2 separate regions of the Rattus norvegicus genome follow, and region 2 is linked to region 1. The links are chromatin contacts, called in public Hi-C maps. All regions are on one chromosome and are shown on one strand. Each heading gives the region's core, a stretch centred on a gene start, on an enhancer-like site or on the middle of the called end of the contact. The rest is flanking DNA. Distances are from core to core; before and after follow the strand shown.

Region 1 (5,480 bases), core at 1,890-4,389:
AGTATTAAGGAGTAGACTCTGGGGACCCCCAGGCATTGGTGTGCCCGGCCACTGTGCTGACTGCACACCATTTGTTGGGTTGAATTGTCCCCTAAGTACAAGCTGGGCAAGGTCCTCTTAGTCAGGGCACACCACAGTGTGCCCCCTACAGGATGCATGTGGAATTTCCTACAAATATCAACTTACCAGGCAGGCTCTTTCCTGTCCCTACCTAGATTGTTCGTTTTGGGGTTTTTCTGTTCTGTTTTGGTTTTTGGTTTTTTCTTTCCCTGTCTTGATCTCCAGCACTCATTTCTGCAGGGAGGTCGCTTGTCCTCCAGGCATTGGGGGTGGGGGGGTGGGGGGGTGGGGGGTGGGGGGTGGGGGGGTGGGGGTGGGGAGACAACATTTGTTAAAAATCCCTTCCTCCACCTTAGGAGTAGCAAAACTCCCCAATTCCTGCCGGTGGCTGTACAGTCAGTTTCCCTGTGGCCATATGGCCTTCAGAGGACTTCTGATCTTAATTACAGCATCCAGCCTTTGTTTATTTAAAAATCAAAAGGCGGACAGGCTATTGATGGTTTATCTGTATTAACTGCAGCACCATACCTGCCAACTGTCCCTTCAGTGAGAAAAGGGAGCTGCTATGATCCCCACCAACAGTTTACATGTGTGCGCACACCACTTAACACGGCACGTTCAATAGAAGTTCCTAGCTTTAGAATTGCCGCGCAGGCATTTGGACGTGTTGACGGACAGGAATGTAGGCACAGGGTTAGGAAGAGCATCCATCCAGGAAGTACTAGAGTTCAAACTCTGAGTCTTCACTTGCTGTGTTAACCAAGAGTCTTGGGGGTATATTCTCGGCAACCTCAACTTTGCCTTCTGTAAAGTAGGAACAGTAGCGGGGTTTGCAACCCCGAGAATGATACAAGATTTGGACTGCATGCTTATGAAAGGTGATTATGTGATTCGTTTCCTCGAGGAGGGCCATATAGGACATAAGCACTCTGCGCTGAAACACTCAGCCGGCTCCCAAGCGAGAACCTAATGCGGGGTCACTCGCTGGTTCTGAACGTGGTGTTGTTCTATGCGATTCATCGATAATTTTGATGTTCTAACTAAACCTTGGTTCTGGTGGAATGTGTGATCAAAAGAAGTCTTTTCAAAAATGGCTCTTTCTTGACGACGCTGATAAACCATCATAGAAAACGGCTTTGCCATAAGCTTAGAGGGGCCAGTTTTTAAAACCAATGAAGACATGTCAGGAAACATTAAACACGTTTGCTTAACACACATGGTAATTCTTGGCTTCTTCCCCTGGCTTTAAGAAGCCTTTCTCTTAGAAAAATCCAATTCTTATGGGTCTCTGTAGGGTCTGAGTAGAGACAACTTTGGAAAACAAAACAAAACAAAACAAAACTGGTGTCTCCTTAGATAACAATGGCCTCTCAGTTGTTCTTTTAGGTCCTCAAGCTTCTTTCCCGCGAGCCCATCAGTTGTTTGAATAATTGCTTTTTAAAGAAGTGGGTTTTAGGAGCTGTATTTAAGGAATTTATAATCTCCATGCTAAAATATTGCCTACTGGGAAGTCATTGCCACCCCTCCCTACCTCCAATGCCTCCTTCTCTTCCTTTTCTTCTTTTAGGATCTCCCTTCCCCACTATTCTAGTAGTGGTGTTTTTAGGTGTAAATTCTTGCAGCTTGGATTTTCTTTTCTTTTTTTGAGCATTTAACCAGTGCCTCATCAGTTCTGTGTATTTATACTGGGCACAGCAGTAAGCATGTTTTAAACTTACATACCTCGTTGGTTGCAAAAGTGCCTTTTTTTTTCTGACAAGCTTGGCTGCCTCAAAATTACAGTGAGGGCAAAGAAGAGTCTAATTGCTGGCTCTTGACCCCTAAGCGTCTGTATATTTTACCTAATTTATAGTTGGAAAAACAGCTAAAAATGTTGTGTGTGTGTGCCAGTCATTTATGTCATAGTTTATAAAGCCTAGAACCAAATGTGCAAATGCTAAGCTAAGTACTGGGTCAAAGAGCTAAAATCCAGGGGGCCGGACAGATGGCTCAGTGGTTAAGAGCAATGTTGCACTTACAGAGGACCCAGCACCCACCCAAGGCTCACCAGGAACTCCAGCTTCTTGGATCTGATACTCTCTTGTGCCCTCTGCAGGTACGGGATGCGCTCACAGAACGCTTTTCCACATAAAAATTTCAAAAATCCGAAATAAAATTTTTAAAGAGACAAAATCCAAATCAATATTGATATTTATACATACTACCTGAGTGACGGTAATATTTTTTTGTCCCAATTGCAGACTAATTTTGCCAAGTGAGTGGACTACAGAAGAAAAAAAAAAAGCCAATAGCTCTCTGAGTCAGGATAGACTTTGAAAAGAAATGGAGTTTGATTATTGACACAAAGTTTCCTGTGCTCTAATCTCCATAGCGCCTCACGGTTAGATAATTTCACAGCAGAGCATGACATTTAGATTCTTTTTAAAACTCAATTTAAAATGTGTTCCTTCCCCAACATGGAGGTAAGGTGAATTTTTATTTGGGAAAACGTTATTGAGGGAGCTGAGCTTTGGGTTCTGGTTCTGTTTGAGGCTCAGTGGGCTAGGAGACAGTGCTGGCTTTCAAGATCCTGAGCCCACTGAGGGCAAGAGTTCCCCTCAGTTCATTTATCACCTTAGCTTTAGTGTGGGGAGTCTGGCTGGGTGACATTTCCAGACGGGGTGAACGAACCAGACATCCTTAAGGGAAGGAAGAGTGTGAGAGAGAGCCTGAGAGGTCTAAGCCAGGAGCAATGGTGTTTGCTTCCTCTCTTGCTCCTCTCTCTGCTCTTTTCCCTCTCCTTCCTCCTCCTCCACCACCTCCTCCTCTTCATTCATTAAAACTACTAACCAGCCCTCATTAGATCAGTTCTTCCATGTTCCCCCGAGCTTGTTTGTGTTTTCGTCTGTACTGTGGGGCTGCTGTCATGTGTGTCCGTATTTGGGTATGAGAAACAGTCTCTCTTAAGCTTCCTTGAAGAGATGGGCTAGACAAAAACAAGATGGTTTTTGACAAAACAACCCGCAGCCCAGACTGTTCCAAGATGCTTGCTTGCATTCAAAACCAGTTTCCCAGTCTGCTTGGGGCAGGCAGTTGCAACATGCTCTCCATCTGGGCCTCATGTGAGTGCATTCCCGACGCCACGCTGTGGCAGGAACCTTGGCAGGACTTCCCCGGTGAGAGCCAATGGGCGTTGTTGCTATGGTGGAGGCATGTCATAATTTAATTTTACTTTATTATTCAGTGGACGTGCCCATTGTGTGTTACCCTCTGGGTGTGTTTACAAGGAGCTTAGGAAAGAGGCTGAGGCTGTCACATCTGTTGAGTCTGCTTTGACACTGTACAGCGGGTGACTTCACACATGTGCTTGCTTGCACACACACAGCGCTTTCTTCCTTCTTACCCAGCACTAATTCTGGGGCTAACGGAGACATCCCTCTCTAGCTGGTGATTGGCCAGGCTCAGGAGGACCTGCCTTCTTAAAGTCCCCTTCCTTCTGCCTGGAGAAGCCCCTGAGGCAGCTTGGGATTAGGCATGTGCACTCCTAATCTCTCAAACCTCACGTGTGCTATGAACAAGTCCCCGTGGTTACTTAAGTGGAACATTAGTCAGCATCCTGGATATGGGTGACTCTCCTCTGGCAATCTTCCTAAACTTCATATGACACACGAAAGTTAAAAGTCCACAAAAACGTCATTTGTCCCTTAATGAAAACTGGGGACTTTCAGAATGGCATTATGTCTTCCCACTGTCCCTGGGCCTCTGGGACGGCAATGTGTGGTCTCTCTGCAGGGACGAGTAGTGATAATATTTTCAGCATCTGACTCAATTGTGGGATGCGGATTCGGTCAAGGACCACATATTTAGATCCTCCTCCATATTTAAATAAAAATTGAAGGGGAAGAAGCCTTCCTGTTTTAAAGCGTTGCAGGTGGATTTCTGTCACGGCTGGAGTTTCAAATGGTTCTCCCCTCCAAATAATTGGTTTGTTCTGCCCCTTGCTTTCCCTGTAAGTTATCCTCAGCTGAAAGGCCCCGTCTGCAGCCTTTGTTATATTGCCATGATAGTAGTACTTAACTGGAAGCTCCATGAGTGGCAGGCATCTTTTGGTTCAGTAATCAAAACCTGACCCCAAACCCTGGCCATACAGATTTTTAAGCATCTGTCTATCCTTATATACAAAAATGATTCTTATCAAGCAAGTCTGTGGAGAAATCACCGTTAGCATAATTTCTAACTCACTAAAGCAGCGTGGTGTCAGTATTCAACTCTCACCAACCCCATGTTTCAAGAAGTGGTCAGCAGCTATGAGGACTTGAGTCCTACAAACTGGGGTGCATTCCTGCCTAGGATGGTCAGCTGTGCTTGGCACACTGCTGGCAGCTGGAGTCTATTTAAGGGGGTTCTGCGAGGTGACAGCCATGTATCATGGTGAGAAATTATGATCCTTTGTTCTTATTGGTCTTTGCTCACATGTCTCCTAATCTCAGGAAGACCTGTGGTTTTTCTTCTTCCCCACCAGCATTTTAAAAAAATAAATAAATTTTGTCATTAGAGATCTATGATATTGTGGGCACTATAAACTGAAAGATTTCTGTTAGCTGACCACTTTTTTTTTTTTTAATAAAGTCTGAAAAGTAGCTAAATCCTCAAGTCAGACACAGACATAAAAACGCTCCTTCTAAGACTTGGATGCATGGCCAGTCATTCCCTTTAAAGTTTCCCAGGATGGTTCATTCAACTGTTCAAAGCCTATCATGTGGGTTCTGTTGACTGTCAGTTGTTACAGGTCAGATACGGCCCGATGGTTGTTAAAATCTTGATAATGCCATCTCTAATCTTGTGAGTTTTGCAAAGGGATTCCTGATGAACAGTCAGGAATTGCTGCTGCTAACATCTTATTTAGTGTCAGTGTGACTTGCTAAGCTCTCTCGCTTAGTTAGTATGTTTATTCTGAGATCATCTGTCCATCCGTCCATCCATCCATCCATCCATCCCTCACCTGTCTGTCCATCTATCCTTCCTATCTATCCTTTCTATCTATCATCCATCCATCTATCCCTCACCTGTCTGTCCATCTATCCTTCCTATCTATCTATCTATCTATCTATCTATCTATCTATCTATCTATCTATCTATCTATCTATCCTTTCTATCTATCCATCCATCTATTTATCTACCTATCTATCCATCCATCCATCTATCTGTCATCCATCTATCCATTTATCCATCTATCCATCTAATCTATCCATCCATTATCTATCTATCTATCTATCTATCTATCTATCTATCTATCATCTATCATCTATCTATCATCTCTTTATCAGAAATGCTTAACAACAAGCTGCACAGTTGAAGAACATACATTTTATTTTGTATTTTCCAATATGTATCTGGAGAATTTGACAGAATGCCCCACTTGGACTGGCCCTTCGTCTTGT
Region 2 (5,480 bases), core at 1,805-4,304, 240 kb after region 1:
CTGTCCACATGCTCTTTGGAGTTTTGTGGATCCATTCACCAAAACTGCGAAATGGAAGCGACTCAAAAAGAAACCCCACTCCCTTTTAACATCCAAATGAGAACGGGTCAAAAACAGACAAACCCGAGGGGCACGATGGGTGCATATTCAATGGACAGGGAGAGCAGACCCCTGACATCCGGTTAGATGTTAACTTCGTAATTCATGTGGGTATTAGGGAAGACATTCCGTAGAGGAGTCTAGAAAAATGTAGCTCTGCTCAACGCAAGGACTGAACCAGCATCGTTCTGTTCCTTGTTGCTTCAGAGAGTGGGGGAAGCTGGGAGCTAGAAGAAGCCTCTTCCCCCTCCCCGTATCTCTGCACTACCTTCCCCCCTCTCTTCTCAGCTTCTAGACTTCTCTGAAGCCCTGTGTTTAAACTAGAGTCCTGGGAAACGTGGTCATTCCCAGTACCTAATTACATGTAGATCAATTAACACTAGGCCTTCGAAACGGGATGGGCACAAACTGGGAAGTCAGTTTTGGTAAGGAACGGATTTGAAGAGACCAGGTGAACAACGTCCGCTTTAATGCAGTTCCACACCAGCCATGTACGTCTTCTCTAACACAGTTCCACACCAGCAATGTTTCTGTTTAGATTTAGCATTAATTTTAGAAACCGTAAAACACAACATTGCCAAATTGGTTGATTGGAAATAGTGCTGCTTCCCAGAGGTCAACACTCCGCTGTCCCATACCAGAGGCCAGAAGTTGGAGGCCTCTGTGAGCTGGGGTGAGACAGGCCCAGGGCACACCTAGGTGAAACATCCCAGCATTCCATCCCCTGTTGTGTGTCTGTGAGTTCACTCGAGTGCCTGTGCTTCCGCGTATTGTAAAATTGGCTCTGCTTGAAAAGGGGGTGATATTTTTATCTGGGACGTTCTTTTTAGCTGAAGCTATATGGAATATTCTTCCTTAAAGTGGAGTTTGGCCATTTTAAATAATATAGTTAAATTTTCCTGAAGGGGTAGGGAATTGTTAGGGACTTTAAGAAGTTGACAGTATCCAATTTGCAAGTTAAAAAAGGGAAGAAAAGAAGGAAAGAAGGGAGGAAGGAAGAAAAAAAGAAAGAAGAAAGGAAGGAAGGAAGGAAAGGAGGGAGGGGGATGGAAAAGGAAGGCGGAGGGAAAGGAAGGGAGGAAAAGGAAGGAAGCAGAAAGAAGGGGGCAGAGGGAGGAGATGTATTGCTTTGTGATTTTGAAGTCAGAGCAGCACAGAAGAAACACTTAACCTTTCCTTAAATAATAAATACTGTCTGCTAAGTTGTTGAACTTTAAATCCTATGATAAAGTGGCACTTGCAGAGGCCGTACACAGTCAGGATAAACAGTTTCGTTCCCATGGGGTTTCTGCGTAAGAGATAGGAAAGATCGTCTTAGCAAAGCATTGTCTAATAACACTCGGTAGCCGGCCTCTTACAACATTGCGATTTTTAATTTCCGAATCACATTTTGTGAAAATCGTTAGCAAGCAGGGTTCAACGTGTTAGTCTCGACGCGAGCTGACTGTTCATTAAAAGACTTACATCACAGAGAATTGCTTAATGGGAATTGAAACAGCTCCTGTTTTTAAGGGGGGCCCTCACTAGTAGGAATGTCCCCCCAGAATGCCAGTGAGGTACTTCAGATAAGCATTCAGAATTACCTCTGGCTAAACAAGTGAGTCAGGAGAAAAGGAAAAGAAAAAAGGGGAAAAGAAGACTTTCAGTCAAGACCCCAGCGGCAGGAGGGTAGGATTTGGAAAGGCTCGGAATTTGAGCTTCTGGTGTTTTGTGAGCCGCTTGGTGTGGTTTGTTTCACCCAGCAGCTCTTCTAGATTTTAAACCTTGTTGCAAAGATAAATAAATAAACATTCAGGCATTCAGGGGGAATTTGACTTCTTTTTCTCTTTTCCTCATTAGAGTCGGGTTGTTTCTCCTCCTTGCCCTCGAAGCCTTGCTGCTCCAGGCTGATGCTTTCTAGAAGAGAAGGGAACAAGCGAGCCTCCTTCCACCTTGGGTGGGGCTTCCTGTGAATGTACTTAGGAATGAACGCAAGTCTTCCTTAGCCAGCATTTATGAGGCCCCACCACTGGGGCCACTGGTAATGAGAAAGAGGCATGGCTTTGATTTACTCTTGTCGTTTAAATAGATTTAAATCCACTGAAATGGTTTTGTCCCAATTCTTCTATCCATTTTTTCTCAGTTCACCGACTTCTCAGAAAAGCGGTTCCCACTGCTCCTGACAGTTTCCCCCGCTCTGCCAAGGCGACTGGGAGAGAAAGTTTTGTGCTTTTTTTTTTTTCTTTCTTTGTCTTGCTTTTCCACTCCTGAAGCCCTCTGAGGCCCTGGGGAAATCCTTAGCATGCACTTGGCCAGTATGGACCGTTATAAATAAAATACAAATCAAAGGCATCATTTCGCTGCCTCCTTTAGGTTTCTTAGGCAGGAAAAATGTTCTGATCACTGAAGCCATTTCAGGGCCTGAAATTAGAAAGTAATAAAAAATATCACACTTTCCCTGGTGGGCAGTGCATTTAATTGGCTACCCAGCAGGGGTCCGGCTCTTGAGTCAGAAGTGCTTACTGTGTGGATCCCTGCTTCCGAAGGACTACATGCAAACACTACCAAACAAGTTTAAAAAAAAAATAGCCAAAGAAAACAGGAAGAGCAGAGGCGAATTCAGAGATGGCGGGAGAATGTAAAGGAAGGAAGATGCACGCATTCTGAATTTATTTAAAAATTTACTACATGGGCTGTTCGTGTTTGTGAATATGTGTATGTGGGGCCCTCCCCATGACACATTTGGTATCTTTCAGATTTACTCTGGCGACATGACTTTTTTTTTTTTTTTAACGTAGAAAATAGACTGTGTTCGAACACTTCTGGATGTTCGAGGTTCACCTTTAAAAGCTGAATTTTCGGGTCACTCCTAGCCTAAGCAGGGCATGCTTGGCGCTAGAGGAGGAATCTGGATGCCCCGGGAGGGTTAGGATGGTCCCCAGCTTCAGCGGGACCGCAGCCCTTGCAGCCTGATGCTATGCTGCCACCTTCTGTCCCAGCTACAAGCAAGAGGCAGCTCAGCTCTGGGCTGGTTCCTTGAGCTTTTAGTAAGGCGGATTTCATGGATCCTGCCTGTTCCCAGAGCAGAAACGTCCGCTGCAGGCTGCAGGCCTGGAGTTTGGCTTCTTGAAATGGCCGCTTTCGGAACGAATGGCTACTTGTTCGGCTTGCCCCTCCCCCCTCCCCCTTCCAGATCTGGAAGTTTCCACAGGTAGGAGACCTGGGGATGAAAGGGAAGCAAAGGCAAGGCCTTTTGTTTCAAACACAGCATACGCCTATCTACACCATTGAGCTGAGTGAGGCCGAAGAGCGAGAAGGAGCCTTGACTCATGCGCGGGGCGAGATCTGGCACCCCGGGAGAGGTATTCCCAGGAATGAGCCCTTGGTGAGATATTTAAAACTTTGAGTGGACAAAGCATTAGACCCTTCCCCACAGGGACCAAGGCTATAGTGGCTCTAGGGACCTAACCTTAGTGAGCACAGAGCCCTTCCCAACTCTACTTTTTAATGATTTTTCAATTGACTTCCCATTCTATAAAAAGTATTGTGTTCCTGCTGGAAAACCCAACGGCTCTGACATTCAGTCTGAGGTCAGGCTGGCTTCAATACAGTTTCATTTCTGTGGAGCATTAAAACGACCCTGTCTCTACTTTCTTTGAGCAAAGAGCAAGTGAATTCACATAATTAAACCTATAAATACACGTTTTCGACAGGACATGGGAGGGTCCTCCCTTGACTACCAGCCAAAGCATGACGCTCAGAGTACCTGGGACCTGCCAAGAGGTCCTTGGCAAATCCACAGCCACTTCTGGCCCCACCAGTTTTAATTCGCTTGTCTCACTGGTCGGGGTGGTGGTATTCGATGCCCCTTTTGAAGCTCTGGGCAAGGCTGTGAGGCTAGAACAATTAGTTTAATTTGCGTTCCTCGCCAAAAGTTCCCTGGATAGATTTTATGGTCTCTACCAGACAGCAAGAGACAAAGAGAGGGGAAGAGGCAACATAGGCTGTCATGCTTAAAGGATCTTCTCTGGGGTGGCTTGGTTCTGCTATGAAGCGGATCACAAGGCGCCCATAATTGGCAGGAGTAGAGTTTGGACCGGGTGGGGCCAAGTGGAATACGCCCGTTAGGAGAAACCTCTCAGGAACTTTGAACTGTTCTCAGGGAAAAGTTTAGAATCCCACACTCTTCAAGCTACCACGTGACTTCTTGGCCCCATCCTGTGTCTGCCCTTGAGGCTCTGAGGCTCCTGAAGGCTGGGCTGTCCTTGGGAACCTCAGGGCCTGTCTGGGTGCTCAGCCCAGATCCCAGTCCTCTCACCTCATCAGTCCGGCTCCTCATCTCCCTGTTCCCGGCCACAAAGTCGCATGTGGAGAGAAGCCTTCCCAGAACCTTCGGCTGGGTCGGGCCTCTGGAGCCTTTAAGCCTTCCTTGGAAGCCAGGAGCTTCCTTGGCTCCTGTCCCACCAGAACACATGTCATAAAGACGGGACCAGAGGCCCAAACTGGTAACGCACTGTCGGCCTCCTTGAGAGAAATGCTCAGACCAAGCAGGCACCTCCCTTGCACAGTCTGTAGGCCTGGCTCCCCGGGCCTGTTCCTGGCTCTTACTCACGGTGTAGCTCTAGGGTGGGTCGATAAATAATAGGTGGAATTAACGAAGCTCATCCTTCAGGTAAGGAATGGCAGTAATGTGTCCCACCTGGAACGGCCGCCTAGAGGAAGTAATTTCCTCCCATTTTTTTTTTTCTTTTTAATCGTGGAGAAGGTTCTAGGGGCAGTTTCCACAGAGCGTGCTCCTGAGAACAGGACCGGTATCTCCATGTCTTAAGATGAGACAGTGCATAGCTGTGGTAAGAAACCTTAGCATTGTGGAACTGTAAAAGACTAAGATATGAGTGCCTCTTTTAGCTTCCACACAGCCTATGACTTTCGGGGAGCCATCGGGAGCCCTGTGTGCTTTCTTCCCCTCAAGACCATTTCTTTTAAACATCTTTCCTCAAGTTGAGATGTTATTTCAAGAGGTGTTTTATTCCACACAAAAAGGTATGTTGATAAAGTCCCCGGAAGGGAGCTGAAGTCCTTTAGCTGGGGCTCTTGGGCAAGTATGGCGGTGTTTCTAGTCAGTGTTTACTTCCTGTGAACCGTGGGTGATTCCATAAGGCGCCTGCAATCCAGCACATCTCCCACTAGCTTCCTTTCTCTAGGCAGTAGAGAACCACGACTACTGGGTCTGTCACTTAAGACATACCAGGAGATCCTAATAAGGTGGAAAGTGTAAGTAATTTAAATGCATTTATACCCAGTCATTCCTAAGTCATGCGGCTTAGTCAGGGGTTCTGTTGCTGTGGTAAAAACACCGTGGCCATAAGTAACTTGGAGAGAAGAGAGTTTATTCTAACTTA

Evidence for each region. A called contact is a pair of places that touch in the nucleus more often than the background predicts.
Region 2: a contact with region 1 is called in a Hi-C map of psoas muscle, with 2.3 times the contacts expected there. The contact joins two enhancer-like sites. A contact is called at or near these places in 3 of 12 Hi-C or Micro-C datasets (Schwann cells, frontal cortex and psoas muscle).

The regions. Positions count from the first base shown.
Region 1 is chr1:264,928,817-264,934,296 of GRCr8, forward strand. The region is part of intron 5 of Tcf7l2 (transcription factor 7 like 2); the gene reads left to right. Among named protein-coding and RNA genes, the nearest start is that of Tcf7l2, 140 kb to the left of the region's middle. Within about 2 kb of position 3,140, at least 9 of the 93 cell types and tissues checked have an H3K27ac peak or open chromatin away from gene starts, as enhancers often do.
Region 2 is chr1:265,172,812-265,178,291 of GRCr8, forward strand. The region is part of intron 3 of LOC103691380 (a long non-coding RNA gene); the gene reads right to left. Among named protein-coding and RNA genes, the nearest start is that of Habp2, 150 kb to the right of the region's middle. Within about 2 kb of position 3,055, at least 4 of the 93 cell types and tissues checked have an H3K27ac peak or open chromatin away from gene starts, as enhancers often do.